Regions from separate parts of the Zea mays genome. Here region 1 is linked to region 2. Evidence: chromatin contacts called from public Hi-C data. All regions are on one chromosome and are shown on one strand. Each heading gives the region's core, a stretch centred on a gene start, on an enhancer-like site or on the middle of the called end of the contact. The rest is flanking DNA. Distances are from core to core; before and after follow the strand shown.

The links. Hi-C and Micro-C count contacts between places; a contact is called where the count stands out from the background.
Region 1: a Hi-C map of ear shows a contact between it and region 2, with 2.2 times the contacts expected there. The contact joins the promoter of LOC100277924 here to the promoter of LOC100191611 in region 2. A contact is called at or near these places in 2 of 25 Hi-C or Micro-C datasets (ear and tassel).

The regions. Positions count from the first base shown.
Region 1 is chr2:210,205,756-210,210,638 of Zm-B73-REFERENCE-NAM-5.0, forward strand. It overlaps LOC100277924, which reads left to right and starts at 3,172. Exons shown (of 2, transcript XM_008669496.4): 1 at 3,172-4,770.
Region 2 is chr2:209,885,818-209,890,312 of Zm-B73-REFERENCE-NAM-5.0, forward strand. It overlaps LOC100191611, which reads left to right and starts at 1,556. Exons shown (of 7, transcript NM_001357843.2): 1 at 1,556-2,165; 2 at 2,833-3,313. The coding sequence starts at 1,647. It also overlaps the pseudogene LOC111590978.

The DNA.
Region 1 (4,883 bases), core at 1,922-4,421, 320 kb after region 2:
TCTATCGTCTGGCTAGGCAGCTGCGATTACCGCTAACTACTTGACTTGCCTCTGCCATAGCCCCACAACCAAAGTCCAAAGAAGGTGATCAAGCGAAGCAGCAGAATGAGCGCTAGCGACTTATAAACATACTACATTAGATCTCGTGGATAATAAAATCTACAAATTTCAACTAAAGTTGTCACCTTATAATTGGTGTGTACACGACAAATTTGACGTGTACCTGCGTAGTTTGACGAATTTTCATGAATCCTCGAGGCTAGTTGGATTTTTGAATTCTCTCAAAAAAATTGTTAGCTGCCTCATGAATATTAGAGTCATTATATAAAAGTTGAATCTCATCAGTCGAATATTCATCGTTATATCGTCTTTATTATTTTAGTATTGTTCTTGCGTCACAACTTTAATTCAATATATCAATTAGCTAGAAAATGGACTCATCCACTAAAATAATTTATAAAGGTCTAAAATTCTTATTCCATGTCGAGTACTTAAATTTGATAACATTATACGATTTTTTTTATCAGATAGTATTGATGAATTGATCGGCCTCCCTTATATTATATTCCTGGCTCCACCCCTGTTTGAAGTACATAATACGTAACAAGGACATGCATGCGTTAGCACTTCATATTACCAAGGGTCCTAAACAATTTATTGGAATGTTTCACTGGCCATTCGGGGGCATCAAAGAAGTGATTGAAAGAAAGAAAGAAAAAGAACAGACCATTTTTCAACTAGTGGAAGTCATGTAATTTTCAGCAATTACACTAGAGTGAAGTTGGTGAAGTACTACCCTTTGATGGTCTCTACCAAAATAGTGAACCTGGCCCCTGGGTTCATCAATTTAATGAATCTAAAATTGCACAAAACTAGATCGTTTGCCTAACTTATCGTAAAGTAAAATTGTTTTAGTGAATGTGAAGGTGCTAGAGTTATTCCAAGTAGACCTTAAGACAATAATGCAACTACGCTATAACAAGCTAGTTTACTCAACTCACCCAAATTTGTTTATTTTATTTGAATCCACAACTGTTTTAATTTGTAGCGGTAGAATAATAATGTAAACTATATTCAGTGTTCGTCAAACCTGACATATTCAACATTAGGTAGGAGTACAAAATTCGCTTAAAAAAGCTCAGCACATATCCTGCGGGGAACAGGAATCATGGGCGTGTTCCGCGTCGATGGGGACAATAGCGCACGCTCTGTGGTACACCACTCGACGCCACCTATTTTTAACGTGTTGTCTAGAAAAAAAACTATCTTGACTGTCCTCCTTTCTCAACTTTTTATATAAATAAGAGCTCCTTTTCAGACGTTCTAAACCATGTTGCTCTGTCCGTTTTAAAATATTTGATCTATATTATTTAAATTTTATCATAAATTACATGAGCCAGGCGCAAACGACTAAAGTCGTCTATTTGAGACCGTCTATTATCATCATATACTCTAAATTATAAAGGAGATTCTCATCTTCTACGGGAGTGTTTGGTTTGAGAAATCACTTCATCTAAGATGAAGTGGTGCACCATAAGTCCATTAATCAAATTTTGTGGGATGATTATAATCCTCATGTTACTACTAACTAATTATGAGGAATTGAGTGATAATGGATCAACTAATTATATTCCACAAACTAAAACAAAAAAGTGAGGAGTGAGAAAATGATATACTAGCTTATTCTTGAAACTAAACACTCTATATGTGTCCTCTAAATGATTCTCTAAATTCAGAGGACGCTATATATATATATATATAGAGAGTTTATCTCCTCTATCCTCTATCTATTTTAATACTTTAAACAATAGATTTACTAGAACTAAAATATGTATAGTACATTTAAGAGTATAATAAATACGTATGTATAAAAATTTAAAATAAAATATATATCTAATATAGTTATTTACGTCTTTTATACGAGACGTCGCTGGATAGGAATAAGATATAGAGAAGAGAATTTTTTAGAGAATATTGTAATGAATAGATATAGAAAATAAATATAGAAGACGTTGCTATAGATAATATGAGCGGAGAGAGTATACATGCGTGGAATCTTGTGAAAGAGCATCTTTGCTTCGTTACGTCGACATGCGTACTCATGAAAACTCGCAAAGCATCATAGCTAGCGTGTGACTGTGAGTCTCCGGAGATATTCCTTCCCAACCAAATTACAGTACTAACCCTGTATCATCGTGATACATGTCTTTACATTTATGCATTTAGGACTTATTTGGAAGAAATAGTATTGGAGTAGATTGAAGGGGTTATAATATTTTGTTATTCAAAATTGAATAACAAAAGATTATAGCCCCTTAATCCTCCCCAATACTCTTATTTTCAAACAAGCCTTAAGATATATTTAAAGACATAGCTCAATACATCTATTTTTGTGTATACGTTATGATACTTCCTGGGGATAAGACTCTTCTTGGCCTTGGATATCACATTGATTACTGGGCGTACCATGCATGTGCTATGTTTGGTTTGCGCCGTTAATGCTGGTCAACGGCTTAACGCACAACTGCACAAGTTTTTCTTTTATTTTTTTAATTCTCTTCTCTGCCTCTCTGGCATATACACGTGTACAAATAACATGAACCCAGTTAATGCGGCATTAGTCCAAATGGCACAGAGTTCCAAATTATTGAAGGTACTGCTTCCGTCACTTACCATTAGAACATGGTAATATGTCTCCAATACATATACTGTCTGATTGGCTTGCTGCGAACGTCCACCCAGACTCCTGCGAGAATCAGGTCGACTGGATACGAACATTTCCGGTGCATCTAGTGGTCACAAAATAGATATTGTACATCTGCTCATGTAACTCGCGCATCTCGTATAAAGGCAACCAAACAAATGCTAAACGAAAGCCTATGCACACGGTGGTCTAGAACGAGATAGTATGAGCAATCAATCACACGGTGCTTTGACTAGCAACATCTATGCAAAACAATATGTTATCTTAAACCACTACATTGATATTATATAAACATGTCCACAATCATCAGTACGATAGCACTAATAATGGATCGTCAGTTTTATATAATTTAGATATTCTTTTTTTAGATTACGTAGTATAAGTGCATAACGCATATGCTCGTACACTCATTTTTTTCTATAAACGTACACGCTCAAATTTCACTAATCGGTAAATTCTTAACAAAGTCGCCACAAAAAAATCTCGTTATTACCAATGGCTCTCGTGGCTACAAACCCTTTCGCATTTGGACAGTGGTTATTAAAGCAAAAAACAAAAAGGAAAAGAAGGTTTGCCTTATGATTGCTAACAAGACGAAGAAGAAAGATACCTTCGCAGCGACACATGTACGTAGAATTAGAAAAAAAAAATGTAAGACGGCCTTTCACAACCTTTTCCAAACAGTATATACTAAGCCGGCCTGTTAAATAAATAAAGGCAAAACAAAAAAAACGGTTCACGCACGATGTGACAGGACATCTAGTGAAGACAAATGTGGTCAGAGGAGGCTCCCCAACCCCGAGGAGGAAGAAGGGGCAGCAGCATTTACAAGGCAGAGGGGGGACACGAGGAGAGTTGCGCTCCTCAAGTCACGGCAGCAGGCCCTCACTTGACTTCAATTCTGCGCAGAAGAGCAGAAGTCTGCGGCCCCTCCGTTCCTCCAGCTCCAGTCCCAGTCCCAGTCCCAGGTATGGCTCGTGTGATCAGTTTCTAGCTTCCCTGCGTGATCTGCTCCACGTAACGAGCGCATATGCTCTTGGCGAGTCAAGGTTAGTATATTTCTGTGGGAAATGTACCACCAGTCGAAGCTCGTCCAGCGGGTGAATGCTGCAGATTTGCTGTCCGAATCTGGATTGTTCTATGCCATTTCTCCCAACTTTTTTTGCTCCTCTCTCCCCTGTCTCTCGGTGTTGCCGATTACTGAGCCTTCCGTGCCTGAGGGACTGAACTAACAAAGTACTGAATGGTTGTAAGTGCATTCTCGTAGTTCTATGCATCTTGCTGTGCCTGATGGAGGACCTCAACTAATCTGTCTCAGATCAGAGCCCTGCCCTTGTATTCTCCTCCAATCTTCCTTCTGAGTTTTGGCTTGCGATCTTATTTATGGTGGTGGCCAAGGAAACGGAAACACTGCAGGCCGGAAGCCTGTTCCAAATCCATGTTCCAGCGCTTGCTTGTTCCATCCCAGTTTACATACATATCTATAGGATAGAGGAGTGAAGCCGCAGTTTTTGGTTTACCCATTAGATTACTCCCCCTCAGGAAGGAACCCCAGTGGCTGGAATTAAAAAAGCGAGCAAGAATCCAAGGGGCAGAAAGGGGTCAGGGGATGCTAGGTTCTTTGCTTTGTTAGGTTGGCCGTTAGCACATCCCATGAGCAAGAGAAGTGATTCTGGATGCTTGCCACCAGCTGTTTCTGCTCTTGGAGGCGAACCATTTTGATCAGCACAGCTTCTCTTTCCTAGGAGGTGAATTGGTGGAAAGAAAGGGCAAGGCAAGGCCATCCACACAATAAACACGCGTCCCCTCAAAAGTTGGCATCAGGGAGGAAATTGGGGCAGAAAGGAGGGGACGAAAAGGAGGGGAGCAGCCGAGGGCATCTATCTTTACACCTCTGTTTGTTGGTAGCATCGTCCACCACTCCCTCCACTCAGAAAGAAGCCACACGCAGACGGCACATCGCTTTCCATGGTCGCCTCCCATTAAAACACCTGTTATGACAGCTTCTTCCGGCATCGTTGAGATCTCCCAATCTATGTGAAACACTCGTCACCGCTACATTAACTGTAAGTGTTAAGTTAGCTGATCAATGGTGCATTTCCAACAAACGCAGTATGTTTTTCACTGTCTAAATACCCAACAGGGTCATGTCATTCCAACCAGATGCTGTTTTCTGCAA
Region 2 (4,495 bases), core at 306-2,805:
CCAAAGTGCATAGCTCGTGTCTCACATTCGCATTCGCAACTCGTTCAAGCACACTATCTTAGACCTACGGGGCTTAATTAAAATAACAAAACGCTTGATTATTTGGACGTCTTTTACAAATGCGGTGCCATTTGAACTGAGAAGCCCGACGGCGGGACCTCAAAGAAACGCTCAGTTTGGAAGGAATTAAAAGACGCCGGCCGGTGTTTCAACTAGTGGGGGTGGACCCAGGATTAATTTACTACATCGCAGCTTATGCCGTGTCAAAAAAGTTATGTATAATTTTGTTCTAATATCCGTGTATTGCGACGGTACCCAACTATATTTAAAGATATTGATTCAGTGACTAAGGGATACTTAATAGTCTTAATAGACCCTCCACATAAAAATATTCACAATAAATGAATTTAATGTCACAATGAACATATTGTTCCAGACATTGAACTGGTAAAACAGATATTACACTTGATTTTAGTCAAAAGACTAAAAATGAGTTTAAAAGGAACCTCTATGCTCGAATTAAATTATAGACAATGTCTTGGCTTCGGACTTAAGAGCGAGAAGATAATGTAGATCTGATCTCCTAACCAAAATCATCATTGGGATTTCATCGGTAACACATGCACTCCCCTTTTTGAAATGGATTGTAGGACATTCTGGTCGTGTGTGGTTCTAACAGATTTTGTGTATATGAGATAATGTATAGGTGGCACTTTATTTTAACGCTAAATCTTATATTTCATACTAATACAACAAGGTATATACAGGATAAAACATAGCCAGACTAGCAAAGTCATACCAGATCCGGTAGATCCCAAAAAGAGAAGCTGCTATAGACAGTCATATGATAAATGAAGGTATAACACCATGTGCAATCCTTTGTGATACATAACATATATTCTTATACACAATCAACATGATATCTTCCATCTCTCCCTTGTACTCACTCTTGTAGTCATTACACATCAACAAACTATTTGCAAAAACAACTTTCAGTACAACTAATAGTTTCCTCTCTTTTGTTCACATGTATTTATTTTTTGCGCGCCTATCAAAAGCACCATCAGTTTTGAACCATGAATGTTTCCATGTAAATATAAACTAACGGTTGCCCTCTCTGTGAATCTGTATATATTGACACAACGCTTGTAGACACATTTTTGCTAGCTCTTGATACACGCTGGTTGAATGCTACTTAATATATATTGTAGTCTCAATTCACTCTACAACAGATATGAACTATCGAAAACAACGTAATATACTTACATTTTGTTTTATACCTATGTGTTTATGGACTCATAATATGTTTAGATTTGGTTCCATACTTACATACTTATGTGACCAACACAAAAAGGGAGAAAAAGACTACTCTCCCTGTATAAGGTTATACACGCTTCCACCAAAAAATCTTACGTCACATCTGGTCAAGCGCGCTGCGCGCATGAGAGGGCTACCACGAACCGAATGGCGGAGGGCTGCAGGAGCCAAGATTTTGACGCGGCGGCCCGGCCCATATGAGCCCCGGCCCGCCCACGCGCTCCGGGCTCCGCGGCCTCCGCCTCGTTTTTACCGCATAAAGATTCGAAAGCCCTCCTCTCTCGCTTTCGTCTCCACGCCTAGGGTTTCTCTGCCTCGCCGGGGAAGCGATGCAGCCGCTGCACCAACCGCCGATGAACGGGCAACACGGCCCGCCTCCTCCGCAGGGATCCGGGGTTCCCACGGCTTCGCAGCAGCAGGCGCCACCGCCGTCGTACTACCAGCAGCAGCAGCAGCAGCAGCAGGGGCCACCGCCTCAGTACTACCAGCAGGGTCCCCCACAGCCGTGGGCGCAGCAGCAACAGTACGCTCCACCGCCGCCGCAGTACCCGCCTCAGATGCAGCAGTACGCTCCACCACCGCAGCAGTACGCCCCTCCGCCGCAGCAGCAGTACGCCGCTCCGCCGCAGCAGCAGTACGCCGCTCCGCCGCCGCAGTACGCGCCTCCGCCGCCGCAGTACGCGCCTCCGCCGCAGCAGTACGCGCAGCCGCCGCAGTACGCGCAGCCACCGCAGTATGGGACAACGCCGGGAAGCGGTGAGGTCAGGACCCTGTGGATTGGAGATCTTCAGTACTGGATGGACGAGAACTATCTCCACTACAACGCCTTCGCGCCTGTGGCCCAGCAGGTGATTCTTCTCTCTATCTCCCCTACCTAAAAGCCGTGACATTGGGAATTTTAGAGTGACCCTTGTACGATTGGTTTGGCTAATTTGGTTTTGATATTCTCGCGGCTGTAGGTGCTATACTGTTTATTTATTATGTTTTCTGTTAGGGTACCCTTTCTGTTATAGCATTGTATATTAGATCATCTAGTCTAGTTTATTCTCATAGGAGCTAAGGGGCGCCATGTCTTGCATGGTTATATGCTATTTCAACCAACGTGTTAGGTTTTAGGCCCAGAAACATGCATACGACTATGATTGTAAGCTGTAGGCACAGATGCCAGTTTTTTTTCTGTTGTTAACTTTTAATGCTTATCTCTGCCATGCATAATGAGCAAGCATCTCTTCATGAACTGATAATAAGTCATTCTTTAGGTGAGCACATTGACTTATTTTCAATGAACTTATACCAAGGTTTCGTAAGGCAGGTGCTATAGTTTCCATGTTATTCTTGTTGCTAGTTCATATATACTATTTGATTTTGCAAATTTGGAAGTTGAATGTACGATTACATAATATATAAGTCCGTTTTGATGTATTTTAGTTGATCTACTTTGCTTGTTCTCTAATGGAATCCTAATTCTTTTGTTAAATTATTTATTGTTGGACTAATACTCTCAAGTAACTGTAGATTGCCTCTGTGAAAATTATACGGAACAAGCAGACTGGGCACTCAGAAGGTTATGGTTTTATTGAGTTTTACTCTCAAGCCGCTGCAGAACATACTCTGATGAACTTCAATGGGCAGATGATGCCGAATATTGAGATGGCTTTTAAGCTGAATTGGGCTTCTGCTAGCACTGGGGATAAGCGTGGAGATAATGGTTCTGACCATGCAATATTTGTTGGTGATTTGGCCCCTGATGTTACGGACTCCATGTTGGAAGATGTGTTCAGAGCTAACTATCCTTCAGTTAGAGGAGCTAAAGTTGTTGTTGATAGGATCACTGGACGGCCTAAAGGATATGGGTTCGTGCATTTTGGAGATCTGAATGAGCAGGCACGTGCTATGACCGAGATGAATGGAATGATGTTATCTACAAGGAAAATGAGGATTGGGGCTGCAGCTAGCAAGAAGAATACAGATGCTCAGCAGACATATGCAACTAATGGTTTGTGCTTGTGGAACATCTTCCCATTGGTTTAAAAAATTATTTTCTATTGTTTTATACTTGCTTGTTTAGGATCCTGCAGGGTCCTGATTATTGGAGCATCTAAGTGCATCTCTGTATCTTGGAAACTAAACCCCTATACATATTCTGGTTTATTTTTTCCATTTTCTTGCTGGATGATAGTGTTTCCATAACAGTTTTCTTTCTAGTCATTCCATCGCAGCGTAGCTGGCATAGCTTCTTTCTGTAAACAGACATTTCCTTCCAGCTCTTTCCGTTCCAAGTCTAAGATTGGAATAACTTAACACAACAAAGTAATAAAACCACTGAACAAAATTCGTGTTTCTCAAAGCAGGATGCCATGCCATCTGCATTTAGGGCCTGGAAATGTCTTCAGATGTCTCCTGTAACCTGTGACTCGGTTAGGTCAGTGTTTTCATTTTGTGAGATTTTGGTTCTAAAGTACTTTAGAGGGCTAACTATGCTATATATTTGTACTTTCCCTCAGACATCAATTTATCTGGCTTACTTTCCAGTCCTCCAACGCTTTCAGTTTAATTTGAAAAAATACTTCCCATCATGTTCCACTACTTGTGATAGCTAACATGTATAATTTTTATATGGGGTTTGTAATGTTTTTTATATATTCCTTTTTCCCTCGTCTTTGGTTTTGGATTTGGATTGGATTTTTATATCTGCACCTATGTCACCTGGAACATGTTTGTTTGGTCCACATTGTTCTGTATAGTGCAGGAAGCTCTTAATTTCATCTGTAGCTTATCTGGTCTCCCCAATGTACCATTTTTATAATGGCACTACAAATTCTCCTGTGGTGCAGAAAATATTCATTTTTCTGTTCAACTCTCCGCTGCTTGTGCCTGCACTTATGCATTTTATCTGGTTTATTTCATGCTGCAGATTCTATTTGCTTTTATCTCATTAATCTGTCCTGAATGCACTTTGTAGTTATATATCCTGCTTATCTGAGTTTGGGTAGCCTGGCAACACAGTAATATTTGATTTCTTATTTCAAACATTTCATTGACAATTGATGCCTTGGAATAAGATAAAAAAATTAATAAACGAAATAGTACAGCTATGTTCCACTTCGTGCCTAGGGTGATTTAAAGATACAGGGTATCATGTAGATAATCTGAGCTTAACTACTGACAGTTTAGTTGA